Linked DNA regions of Mus musculus: region 2 is linked to region 1. A link is a contact called in public Hi-C data. All regions are on one chromosome and are shown on one strand. The core of a region is the stretch at or near the end of the contact, and the rest is flanking DNA. Distances in the headings are between cores, read along the strand shown.

What was found. A called contact is a pair of places that touch in the nucleus more often than the background predicts.
Region 2: a Hi-C map of muscle stem cells shows a contact between it and region 1, with 3 times the contacts expected there. The contact joins two enhancer-like sites. A contact is called at or near these places in 14 of 484 Hi-C or Micro-C datasets (ECoMG-derived neutrophils, Sertoli cells, bone marrow-derived macrophages and 7 more).

Annotation. Positions count from the first base shown.
Region 1 is chr5:102,588,442-102,595,214 of GRCm38.p6, forward strand. The region is part of intron 2 of Arhgap24 (Rho GTPase activating protein 24); the gene reads left to right. Among named protein-coding and RNA genes, the nearest start is that of Gm30396, 40 kb to the right of the region's middle. Within about 2 kb of position 3,805, at least 7 of the 459 cell types and tissues checked have an H3K27ac peak or open chromatin away from gene starts, as enhancers often do. A contact at or near this core is called in muscle stem cells, where this site is marked.
Region 2 is chr5:102,690,956-102,697,566 of GRCm38.p6, forward strand. All of the region lies in intron 3 of Arhgap24 (Rho GTPase activating protein 24), which reads left to right. Among named protein-coding and RNA genes, the nearest start is that of Gm30396, 63 kb to the left of the region's middle. Within about 2 kb of position 1,721, at least 14 of the 459 cell types and tissues checked have an H3K27ac peak or open chromatin away from gene starts, as enhancers often do. A contact at or near this core is called in muscle stem cells, where this site is marked.

The DNA of each region.
Region 1 (6,773 bases), core at 2,555-5,054:
CCTTTGCACCATGACTGCAGATCCTGGAGTTATCAACGCTATGTGGTTGGCCAGCTCTTTGTGAAGTGGATCAAATAGTGCTAAGAAAATGTTTAATTCCACATTTATTCTTTATTCAGTGTCTGACAGTTGAGGGGAGGCATTATCAGTTGACATAATATCCAACTTTTCTGATATCGAGAGCTCTCAACATCAGTCCCTATAATCTTGTCATTAGTCATGATTTTGTGTCAGCTATGAAGCCTGGAAAATGGACATTACAGAAGATGCTAAGTATTTTTATTAATATCTGTGTGTCCATTTCCATTAAGTTCCAGTTTTTATGCAAAGGTTTTTGATATACCTTAATGAGAGTGATTTTTGCAAAATCTCAAAAGAAATAAACTATATATATATATGTATATACATATATATACACACACACACATATATATGTGTATATATATATCTCCAATGAACAGAAAGAACAAAATTTTCATACATCTATACATATCTGTTAATTATATATACAAGTTAATTATATGTGCCTGTCTAACTATATGTTAGATAAATTTAAATATTAAATGTAACTGGATATCTAATTAATATTTATAGATTTACAGATATATTTCAAAATATACATATGTGTGTATCTATAGATAGATAGATACATACATACATACATTCATACATACATTCATACATACATATACATACTTACATAAAAGATACATTTCGAGTACCTGTAATTCACATGTGCTTACACATGGATGTATAACTACATTTGGAAATTGTTGAGTACAGTCTAAGGTGTCAGAAGAGTAGCCAGTGAACCAGCTAGCTACCTTGGCAGTTACACTGTCCTTCATTGGCTGTTCTCCCCCTAGCACTTTGAATATATGACATCTTCTCCCCTAGCCTACAGAAATCCTGCTAGAAAACACCTGACCACCGTTTTAGGGTCCTCATGAATCTGCTGAGGTGCTCTCTTGCTTGCTTCCTGTTTTCCTTTACTTGTGTGATATGCCACGTAAAGAACTCTGTGTGTTTTACACATTTGAGTCCTTCAGCCTTCCTATGTCAGATTTCATTTTTCCTTGACAGACTTGAGGCTTCATGTTTCCTCCAATAAACTCTCTGCCCTCAACTTCTGTCTTCTTCTGAGACAACCATAACCACCACCACCACTGCCTCCTCCTCCTCCTCCTTTTCCTCTTCTTCCTTATCTTCTTCCTCTTCCCCTCTTCTTACTCCCTCCCCTCCTCCTTCCTCTTCTCCTCCTTTTCTTCTTTCCACCCACTCTGCTGTTCCTTCTGCTACATTTCTGCTCTTGCATTGTTTTCAATGGCTTAACTAAATGGTTCTTGGGTCTATATTTCTCAGTACAACCATTGTGTTCTTCTACTATAAAGTTTGTTTGGTTATTTAATGTGTCATCTGCTCCATACTGAGGTTTTCATTTTAGTCATGTATTTATTCTCCTGGTATTATTTATGTATCTCAGAGTTCATTGGGTATCTTTGAGACTAATATTCTGAATTATTTGTCACATAATTGGTAGCCCTTTGTTTATTTAGGGCTGGTTTCTGTTGTTCTGTTTTATCCCCTTGATGGTGCCATGTTTTCTTTGCTTTAATGTGCTGTGACTTTTCCTGGGCACACGCTCTGTTAATATCACAGGTAGTCTTTGACACTTGTTGTGGCTGGGAAAGTCACTCACCCTGCATCAAATCAAGAGATTCCGTCTTTATCTGTGCCCAGCTTGCTGCAGGAGTTCTGCTTGGACTTTAATAGAGCCTGTGTGTACAGAGGTCTCATGAGGCTCTGCAGGGGTCTGCCTGTAGTCTCAGCCCCCAAGTACCAGCTACTGGGGAGATCACTTCTCGATTATGTTTAATGAAGATCGTTTAGTGATTTGAGAAGGCCTCACTTAAAACCTGTTCATGGTGGCACATACGTGTGATCTCAGAACTAGAAAGGCAAGGGCAAGGCATTTAGAAGCTCAGGTTGTCCATAGAAATATAGTGATTCTTAGGTGAGGATGTGCTATATGGTACACTAACCCACATGTGTGTAAATACTCTATTCTCATTTTTAAAAATACTTTATTAGTTCTCTTGGATGCAGCAGTTAATCATATTTTCTTATAATTTTATTTCTTAATTCATGATGACAAACTACAGAAATCAACACCAAATTTCAACGGTTTGTAAATTCAGTTTTGTTTGTAGCCCAGCTTGGAATGATAGAGTAGTGGGCCTACTCTAGAAGTGATTTATTCGTCATGTAGACCTCCAGTAGCTCAATTTTAAGATTTGTCTTCACTATTACCTCGTAGTAACTCAAAAGCAGTCATAGATGTTGCAGGATAGCGTTGACAGTGCACAGTGAAACGTAATTTATAACACCAGACGACAGGCTAAATTTGCCCATAAATGCAATTCTGCAGTTCCTCATCTAAGGCTTGAGAGAACTCCATTCACTTCTGCTTTGAATGTTGCTGGCACCTTTAAGGGAGAGGTGAGACTAACTGGATGGTCCCTGTTAGACAGACTCCAGATTAGCACTTCTCACTACTCTCTAGAGCCTACTTGTAGAACTCAGCTACTTGACATTTTAAATTTACACCTGCATCCACAGGCAGTCTAATGTTCTATCTAGTGTCTCCTATACTGTGTTTAACAACTTTTTGAAGAATAATTTAATTCTGTTGCATAATCATTTGGCCTACCACTGTGACTTGGGAAGGTGTGAATCAATAGTCATGATAGTGGGCGTGTTCTTGGTGCTTTTGCTCTGACCCACAAAAACAGTCATTAATTGAGATGGTTAGTTTTATGACGGTAAAAGAATTCATTGGGTTGTGAAGAGCCTACATCCTTGTGTTCATATCCTGAAGCAAATGTACATTCCTGTAATTCAATGTGGTGCCTGCATTGCTAAAGCTCAGGATCTAATAATGGTTTATGTATTTTTAGAGAGTTGTGAACTTAAACACAGAAGAATGTCAAACACAGACTGTATGTGGCCCATAAACTCAAACTATTTGCTATTTGATTCTTAGAGATCAACATTTCTCACCCCTATCCATTCTTCTCCAATTGTAGCCTAGATACCATTGACTTCAGTAATACCAGACTGTCTGAATAGTGATATTCTGGGCTCTAGTCCCTTCTGTGGGGACAGAATGTGCTGTGCCTTGTAGAATGTCCAGCAGCATCTCTGGCTTCCAACTGCTTAGAACCTCACCCTGAAAACTTCTTGCCCTGTTCCTGTAGTGAACTCTTTTAGTGTCTGGCTGTAAACATGCTCGGCAGGGCTCTGCATAGACAAGTAGATTCACATTTGCTTCTGTTTCATTAGTTATACTCTCCTCCCTCTCTCTTATCAGGCAGAAATCATTTCTCAGTTGCCTCTTCAAGATGAGCTCATAGCAATGCCCTTTGGTTTTGTTCATTGCAATGTAGCCATCTATCCTACAGCAGTTTGAAGGTTTAGAAGCTTTCTATCACATTTCATGCCTTTGAACTCGAAACCCGCTTCTGCCTTTTCCAATGTTGGCTCTTATGACGAGGAAGCCTGTGGCCAGACTGACTTGGGTTTTTTAGAAAGGGCTTGCTCTGACTGCCAGGAGAGGATTTACCTCGTCAACCAACTGTAAGACACTGCTTGATGTGTAGTAAGTGGAACCTTCAGTTTTCTGACTGTGTAAAAACAATACTTGTGAAACTTCACATAAGTTTAAACTATTCTAGGCTGGTCATGCAGGATGCAATGCTCTCTTGCAATGCTGGGCAGCAGCAGTGAGCTCAGCTCTGAGCAGCCTTAGGCACAAAAAGAAATGGCCCTGTTTTCAGCACTGCACTGGGTTGCAGAGCTATGATATGCTGTATGCTAGACTAGTAAGCTATTTCCCCCCTCAGTGGGCCTGGTAAGCCAAGGACACCTGTGCTATAAGTGGAAAGTGTCATAGAGTGAGACATTCCTGAACCTGGATCCTTTTTATTTATAAATATATTTCTCCTTTGCTTCAAAATTTGTTTTTTAACTGGTTTTATTTTTATATTCTTGGAGGCAAGGTCTCATGTAGCCTAGGCTGACTTTGAACTCATGGCTGTCCTTCCTGCCTTGGCCTTCTACACATTGAGTTTACAAGTGTGTAACACTATGCTTAGCTTTTAAGTCTTATTTTAATAATTTGTATTTCCTTGATTTCTACATACATCATTTTATCCCACTGAAATGTAAATATTTTTATTTTTCCTTCTCTTTTGCAGTCATCTATAATACAAGTTTGTCTACTCTGATTCCATAGTTATTGCTGTGCCCCCTCCAACTCTTTCCTTAGCTTTGTCAACTCATGGTTTATGTATCTGTTGTTTTTGGACATCTGTCCTCTGACCTCTTATATACCACACACAAATACAATTGGAAGAAATATAAATCACAATCACAGACATAGCAGTTTCTACCATTTATGAATGTGACCTCCTTTAAAGAAAATGTTCTTCTAACATAGATGTCATATGACTAGAGAACTTGAAACATGATAAATAAACAGGAATATTGAGGTGGGGACATTTACTTTGAGCTGAGGTCACAGAGCTGTATTTTGCTAGATTCTGCTTTAGAAGCAAATCTAAGGTAGGATGCACACATTTTTAGAGGAACTATAAATTGAAAATATCCTCATGGCCTGAGTCTATTGTAAGCCTTTTACTCTGGACACACACACACACACACACACACACACACACACACACACACACACACACAGGATTGAGAATCCAATGTTCTGCTAATAGGTAGACAGGTTAGCAGCCAGGACTGAATTAATTAATAGCAAATTACTGCCTAATAGCGGTGTCCCATAAAACAGTGGTTGCTTCAAGCTCCATTTAGTTTTGCAGTAGCAGCTACCTTCTGTGTCAGTTTCTTCACAGCAGGAGGGCACCATGCACGGGTTTATAAATGTTTTGGACAATTGAGAGTTAAAATTAGATCCTGTTTTGCCCAATTACATAACAGATGCCCTAAGTTGCTAACTACCATAGGAACAGTATCATCTTAACTAGAATATATTAGGTTCTTTGGAAAATAATCCTTATGATTTTGTTACAACAAATAGTACTTTGAATTTTCATATGCAAAGGGAAAACCATAAGAACACATTGTTGTTGTGCCTACTGTTTTCAAGCCTGGGGGATAGAAGACTGGCTTTTCAGATGTTTGTGTGTAAACTCTAAACATTACCAGGCAACTTGTGGGCCAATTTAGGTATCTGTCTTATCTCCAGTCCATCTGCAGGGTGGCCGTGGTTCCCTCTACTTTTCCCACTGTCTGGCATTCATTTGATTTCCTAACTTTCTTCCTCCTCGTATCTATCTTTGATTGTAGACTTAATTATAAATTCTACACAGGGAAGGGATTTGCCTTGGGGCACTCACAGATTCTGTTGGAGTATTGAAAAAGTTGCCTCGTACAAATAATTTCTGACAAATTAGCATGTAATTCCAATTTTCTCCTCAAGTATTTATTTTGGTGTTTCCTTTCCTTGTGGAACTGTGATGTCATGTGCTTCAATTGGGCAATTGTTTATAGCCCTAGGCACCTGCAAGATGTTACAGCTTTAATGACGATTGCTCCTTAGTCTGACCTCTCGCTTTCTTTTGTCCCGTGTAAAGCATAGGTTCCTGTCGAGAAGTTCTTCTAGCAGAGTGAAACTAAACATTGTTTGGTATTTTCCCTTTTTGCCCCACCTTCCTCCTCAAGCAAGGTGCAGGAAATTAAAATATAATTTTCATTAAGTCTTCAAGCTATTTTCAAAGCTAACATTCAGAATGGGTGTAGTTGTGAACACCTGTGAATCCACAGATTTTTCTTTTCTGATGTAAATATTTCTTTGGTTTTCATCATAGATCTGTAATTGTTTTTCTGTCCACATTCAGCAGGGACCGCCCCTTTATGAAGCTCCTAATTTCTGTTTCTCTGATTTCTTCTAAACCATTTGACAGGGCACATGAGTATAATTATGCAAATGTGTTTTGCCTGTACTAATTAGCTATCTCATTTAACTTTAAAGGATTAAAAGCTATCTCACAAAGAGGCAGGCCCCTTTAATTTTGTATTATATAGTGCTTGTCATGGTATGAATAAGAATGCCCCCCCATAAGAGTGCCCCCCATAGGCTCATAATGTTTGAGTTCTTCATCTCCAATTAGTGGTACTGTTTGGGAAGGATTAGGAGGTATGGCCTTAATGCAGGAGGTGTATCAAGTGGGGGTGGGGTTTGAGATTTAAAAGCCCATGACAGACATTTTCTAACTCTTTCTCTGCCTCCTGGATATGAATCAGGATGTAATCTCTTAGCCACTTTCTTAACATCATGCCTACCTGTTATCATGATTCCTGCCATGATGGTCATGGATGTACCCTCTGAAACTATAATCAAAACCCAATTAAATGCCTTCTTTATAAGTTTCCTTGGTCATGATGTCTCCTCTCAGTGGTAGTATACAGTGGCACTGGACATAATATGGCATGCAGAAGAAATATTAAATAATACCTTGTCTCAGTCATAATGCTTTCCTTCAGGAATTTATGAACTTTAGAACTGTACATTCCATATAGTTAGTTCAGTGAATCATTTTAACTCTAATTATCACTAAGACATTTTACTTATTCCATTTTATCATCTTGTAGCCGAGTTTAAAAAATGACAATATTAAATCCTATAGCATTTCTTTATCTCAGCATTTTCTCAATTTTAGGAACTTGAGCATTTCCAACATGTC
Region 2 (6,611 bases), core at 471-2,970, 100 kb after region 1:
TACATGCAAAGGACACATTGGCTTGCAAGCAAAACCTAGGGCAGTTTTGTGGGCTTGTTTTGTCTTCCTATTGTCTTGGAGATTTTCCAGGGTGGTTGAAAGGGTGCAGCTGGAGCAGTGATATAAGTGCTGTTGGGTTTGCACTGTGTATATTGCTCAAGTGGTCAAATGAGGGGATTAGCAACCAGGTGCCCAGTTTGCAGGAATAGACAGGCTCACCTAGAACACCCACTTTGTCAAAGAATTTTCCCTTCGTGATTCAGATCCTAATCTGTGTAATGCAGCCCCACACTCCCTATCTTCTATGCTTCAGATTCAGCCATCCATCCTGTAGACCCACTAATCAGTTCCTGAGCCATCCAGACATCCTGTAGACCCACTAATCAGTTCCTGAGCCATCCAGCCATCCTTTAGGCCCACTAATCAGTTCCTGAGCCATCCATCCTCTAGACCCACTAATCAGTTCCTGAGCCATCCATCCTCTAGACCCACTAATCAGTTCCTGAGCCATCCAGCCATCCTCTAGGCCCACTAATCAGTTCCTGAGCCATCCATCCTGTAGACCCACTAATCAGTTCCTGAGCCATCCATCCTCTAGACCCACGAATCAGTTCCCAAGCCATCCACACATCCTATAGACTCACTAATCAGTTCATGTGTCATCCATCCTATAGACCTACTGATCAGTTCTGAGCCATCCAGCCATCCTGTAGATCTACTAATAAATTCCTGAGACATCCAGCCATCCTGTAGACCCACTAATCAGTTCTCAAACCATCCTGTAGATCCATTAATCAATTCCTGAACCATTCAATTTCAAGAGCTGCATTTTTTCTTGTGATATTTGTTTTGACTGTTTTTCTTCATCCCTTATAAAACTTTATTTTTAAAAACTATCCATCTTGTGCCCTAACTTCTATCTGAACTGTAGAGTAGGTAAGCTATTCTCTGTTAGGAAGTGACCTGGTTTGGGACAGCACTCAGGTTGTTGGTCTGTTTCTTTGAAAATACAGAAATGATAGTCTTCACAAACCTTGTTTCCATCTGATCAGATCAAGGTTGCGCATCTTTGCCAGTGGGTACAAATGGCCATGTCACAGCTGCGGCTTCCCCTCACTTAAATCCACCCTGCTCAGCATTAGAAACTGTCCTTCTGCTTTCAATGACATGCCTGAAGCAACAAGCAAATCCACCTCTGATGTAAGCATTTTAACTTTGCTAGGTCTCACCACGAGTTTGAGTTTCACTTTGATCTCAAATCATGACACTATTAAATTTTTTCCAAGGACAATGGATCTAATGCACATCTCCTAAGAGAAAAATAAAATGTCTGAGAGGCAGTCTCAGCAACTACTTTTTGTACCGGGACTGAGAAAAGCAAAGCATTGAGGACACATCAAACAAAAAAGAAAAACAGAACCCGCTATGTCATGACCTTACAGTAGCCCAGGATTGAGCCATACTCAAAGCTGGAGTTTAGTTTAAAACAGAATCATTTTTAGTGGTTTTTAAAAAATCATCAGAATACAACAGTCTATAGAAACAGTGCTTGAAGGAGTAGAGAGGATGTTTGTTAAAGGAATGGTGTTGTAATATGTTGTGAGGTACTCAAAGGTAGGAACAATAAACTAGGTATCCTTACTAAGATAACTGGACTCACCGAGATGCTCCATTTCTTTGGATGCCTGGGTTGTGAGAATGTGGAACACAGTACAGAATGCACGTCAACACTGCCCTCTACAGGTCTCAGAAGCAGTTACTTGCCTTAGCCTCTAAATGGCTGGATTTAAAGGCATGCTTGCATGAAAAGACTCAAACTGATGAGTGTTTTAGCTGTTAGGTACCCCGGGCCATCTCTATATCTCTGCACTAAGACAGCAGTTACACAAATCCTCGATGCTTCTAGGAACATATGATGTTGAGAGTTCTTAAAAGAATTTTATCTTGTGGTCCACTAGGAATGAAGACATGCTTTGCTGGAGTGACAGTGACAGAGAAGCTATGGGATATGTGAGGTCTGCCTGGATGCTCTAACATAGATAGCAGCAGTGTGGCTCTGATGTTTTCCTGTTATAGAGAAAATATAGTAAGATTGCTGGCCCCATAATAAAATCTAGAGAGTAGAAGGATATGCCATCCAGCCTAGAAGAGTAGCCAAATATTAGGGCTTCTTAGATGGAAGATGGGTGTTTTTATAAATTGTGGGTGTCTGTGACAAGCAATAAGAAATGAAGGATCATATAATTTAAGGTAGGAAAACTTCAAAAATGACTGGCTTGAAAAGAAAAGTTTCTGGAGAAAGAAACTTGTTTGACCTCACAAGTGTGAGAGAAAAAGGCCAAAGCCTCCCAGTGCACACAGCAAAACCTAAATGGGGTCAAGGTCAGAACTGCACAATGGTGTGGAACTTGTTGGTACTCAAACTTGCTTAATCATGAAGAGGAAAGAGCAGCTGTGTAAACACTGTGTTAGTGTTTGCTGGTATTTGGCCGTAATCTGAGGAGCAAGGCCTCAGATGTATGTTGTTTGTGTGAACACGTGGGCTATGGAGAAACAGAGATGTCAACTCCTACCTACATTAGGATACTGGATATAAGTGGTACTGAGGAGAGTAGGGGGAGATGGCTCAGTCCCTAATGTGATTGTCACACAACCGTGTGGACCTGAGTTTGGATCCCACTACCTATGCTTAAAAAGCCAGGTGTGGAGGCACAGGACATGAACTCCAGTGTGGAAGGAGGGCTGTGTGGGTAGATGGGGGTAGGTAGAGGTAAGAGGGTTATGGGACTCAGGAGCTCATTGCCTACCCAGTCTAGGCAATCAGTGATCTCCAGGTTCAGTGATACACTCTGTCTCAAAAGTTAAGCTGAGGAAGACATACTGTTGATCTCTGACCTCCCTCTATGTACCTCTATGTGTGTCCACCATCAAGGACACTTATATACACTTACATTCACCACACACAATGCACACAGAGTAGTAGACTGTATTAGAGAGGCAGTTACAGAAGGAGGAAGTCCTTCTGAAGTGCTCAGTGAAGTTACCACCAAGTCTCAGGAGAAGACAGCCACTCGCCAACAGCTCCCTGGTGGTAGGAGATGTCTTGGTTTCTTTCCTCTATGTAGTCACCTGACTGTCTTAGTCAACAGGGTGTGGTATGGTAACCGACAGCACTGCAGACATCATAGCCCTCTGACCACAGACAGATACTGAAGATCTCTTAGTAGTAGCCAACGCTTCTTGAATGAGGAATGACACATAAATGAAATGCCATTCCTATAGCCAAACAGATGTAGCATCAGTTAAGAATCAAATAGTAAGAAAAAAAGATTTAATGTGCGGCTTCAGATTATGTTCTAAATGTGGATTTTGAGGAGGTTTCTTTAATTCTTGTTCTGTGGACAACTTCAGTTCAAGTTGGCATTAAAAATGTTAGTCATTGCTTGGAACTCAACAAAGTTTGTGTATGCCCAGTGTCATATGTGCCATAAATTTATGTCCTTCTGTGAGCCGCATTTACTTACTTCTAAGGGAAAATCAAGGGTTTGCAGGCTGGAAGCCATCTGTCCACTGCACATCTGTGAGCTGTAACTAAGGGCTCAGGAGATGGATCTGTGGGTGGATAAACTGCTTGCTGCACAAATGTGAAGACAGGAGCTCAGATTCCCAGAACCCAAGGAAACTGGATGTCATCGCACATGTCTGTAATCCCACTGCCTCTTCAGTGAGATGGAAGGCAGGGACAGGAGAATCCTATCCCGGGAAGCTCACAGGCTTCATGTATGCCACAGTAAACAAGACCATAGAAAGGAAGGTAAGGATTTATAACAGAGGCTACCCTCTAACTTCTACACGTGTGCCATAGAATGCCCATATACCCCCCACATGAACATATCCATTCTATAAGCACATCTCATGTGTATGTGTAATAAAATGGTAAAAATGCTTTAAAGGAAAATTACTACTAATGGTGGTGGCAGTCATGGAATAGAGATACTAAATGTTCTAGGTACTTTTCTGTCAATGTTATCAAATATGGTGACAAAAAGCACCTTGGGGGAGAAGGACTTTGTTTTAGTTTATAGCTCCACATGTATGGAGTCCATCATGGTTTGGGAGACATAGCAACAGGCAAGAAAAGCATAGTGACAGGCACAGGGAACTGGGTGATTGCAATTCATCCACATACAGGAAGGAGCAAGGGCAGGAATAGAAAGAGGGGGGCATATGGATGGATGGGCGGAGGGAAGGAGGAAAGGAGAGGGAGGAAGGGAGGGAAGGAGATGAGGGACTAGGCCCAAAACATTTAAAGTAAGTCTTTGACATACTTCCCCCAACAAAGACCCACCTCATAAAATACCAGAACCTTCCAAATCAGCACCGCTAACTGGGAGCAAGTATTCAAACACACGAGCCTGTGGAGGACATCTCTCATTCAAACCATCACAGTAAAGAGTGTTTGGATCTGCTGAACTTTTGAGAGACTTTCATCAGATTGTGAAACTATCCACTCCTCTAAATTGTTGTTTGATAAACCATTTCCCACAAATACAACTTTAGCACTGAGTTGGGGCGAGTGGTATTGAGAAGTGCATTCAGAGCAGACCACCTGAGGAGCAGCAGCAACAGCAATAACAACAGCAACAGCAACAGCAAAAACAGTAACAGTGGCAGCAAGAACAACAGCAGCAGCAACAGTAACAACAATAGACAGAACAGTAACAACAACAGCAAGACCAGTAACAGCAGCAACAGCAGCAGCAACAACAACAACAGCAGCAGCAGCAGAAACAGTAACAGTGGCAGCAAGAACAACAGCAGCAGCAACAGTAACAACAATAGACAGAACAGTAACAACAATAGCAAGAACAGTAACAGCAACAACAGCAGCAGCAGCAACAGCAGCAGCAGCAAGAACAGTAACAGAAGCAGCACTTTCCACTCTTCCCATGCCTCAGCTCACAGCTGTGTACAGATGTGCATAAACGTATCCATTTCTCCATCTCTATCAGACACCACCAGACATTATTCTGGATTCTAAAGGACACAACAAAGCAAGATGAAATATTGAATCTTCTAAAATTTGTTCAGAAAAAAAAAAAGAAAAAATAATTTAAAACAAAAATATAATTAAAAACAATTATGTACTGCAAATGACATTTCTGTCTGTGACAAACACATAATTATAGTCCCAAGATTGCCACGGGAATGACAAATTTCAGTCAGCTAGTGACATCACAACTACCAAAATGTCAAAGCAATTGCTCTCATGCATGGTGATGCTGGAATAAGCAAACTTATGTGCTGTCATACAACACACACACACACACACACACACACACACACACACACACACACACACAGAGTAATCAAAAAGAACAGTAACAGCAGCAGCTATAGCAACAGCCACAGCAAGAACAGTAATATATATATATATATATATATATATATATATATATATATATATATATATATGGTGAGAGACCACTCAGAAGTTAAACATGCATAATGTTCTTGCAGAAGACCCAAGTGTGGTTTGCAGCACCCAAGTCAGAAGCCTGTGTAATTCCAAATTCCAGGATTACCTGATGCCCTGTACCACAGGCACGTGCGCACTCACTTTTCCTCTCACGGCCACTGTTCTAGTGCTAAGAACCAAGGGACACCATGACTACAGCACCTCTTATAAAAGAAAGCATCAGTTGGGGATTGCTTACAATTTCAGACACTGACCTATTACCACCATGACGCAGTATAGCAGCATGCAGGAAGACATGGTGCTGGAGAAGTAGCCTGTGGAGGCTTAAAAGGGGCATCAGATCCATTAGGAATGGAGTTCCTGACAGTTTTGAGCCACAATGGGAATGCTGGGAATTGAATCTCTGTTCTCTGGAAGAGCAGACATTGTACCATATTTTTTTTTTCACAGCTGATAGTAGATATTTGTATTCTTTTAGTAGTGATTATCACAAGTAAAATACAATTTCTTACAAATATGCCTCAGTACAGTAACTGCCTCAAATATTATGTGCATGCAAGTGTGTATGCCTGTGGGTGTGTACCTGTGCATGTATGTGTACACCAACATGTGTGTGTGCATGAGCAATTGTGTGCATGTGTGTGTATGTGTATGTATATGTTTATGTGTGTGTGTGCCTGGGTGTGCATGTATGTGAGTGTGTGTACGTGGGTATTTATGTGTATGTGTACATGGGTATTTATGTGTATGTGTACATGTATATATGTGCATGCATTGCACGAATGAGTGTGTGTGTGCATATGTGTGTGCATGTTAAGTTTTCATTTTTAAGATGACCAAAAAATAATTCTGTGGATTAAGGCTTCCAAGTGTCCAAATGGTTTAACCATCTTTTTCCAACCTAATAGATAATGCCAAATTCCTCTCAGAAACTCTGCTTTAAAATTCTAACGACTGTTGACATAGACAGGAAATACAGATGCTGAGCTCAGCTGGCTAAAATGGAAAAATATGTGGATTGTTATCACCACAAATTTATGTTGTCCTAATTAGAGCCACATATCTACTCAGGAATGTTCCCAAGAAACACCCCTACCCCTTCTCCCCTAGCCAAAGCTTTGCTGCAGGAACT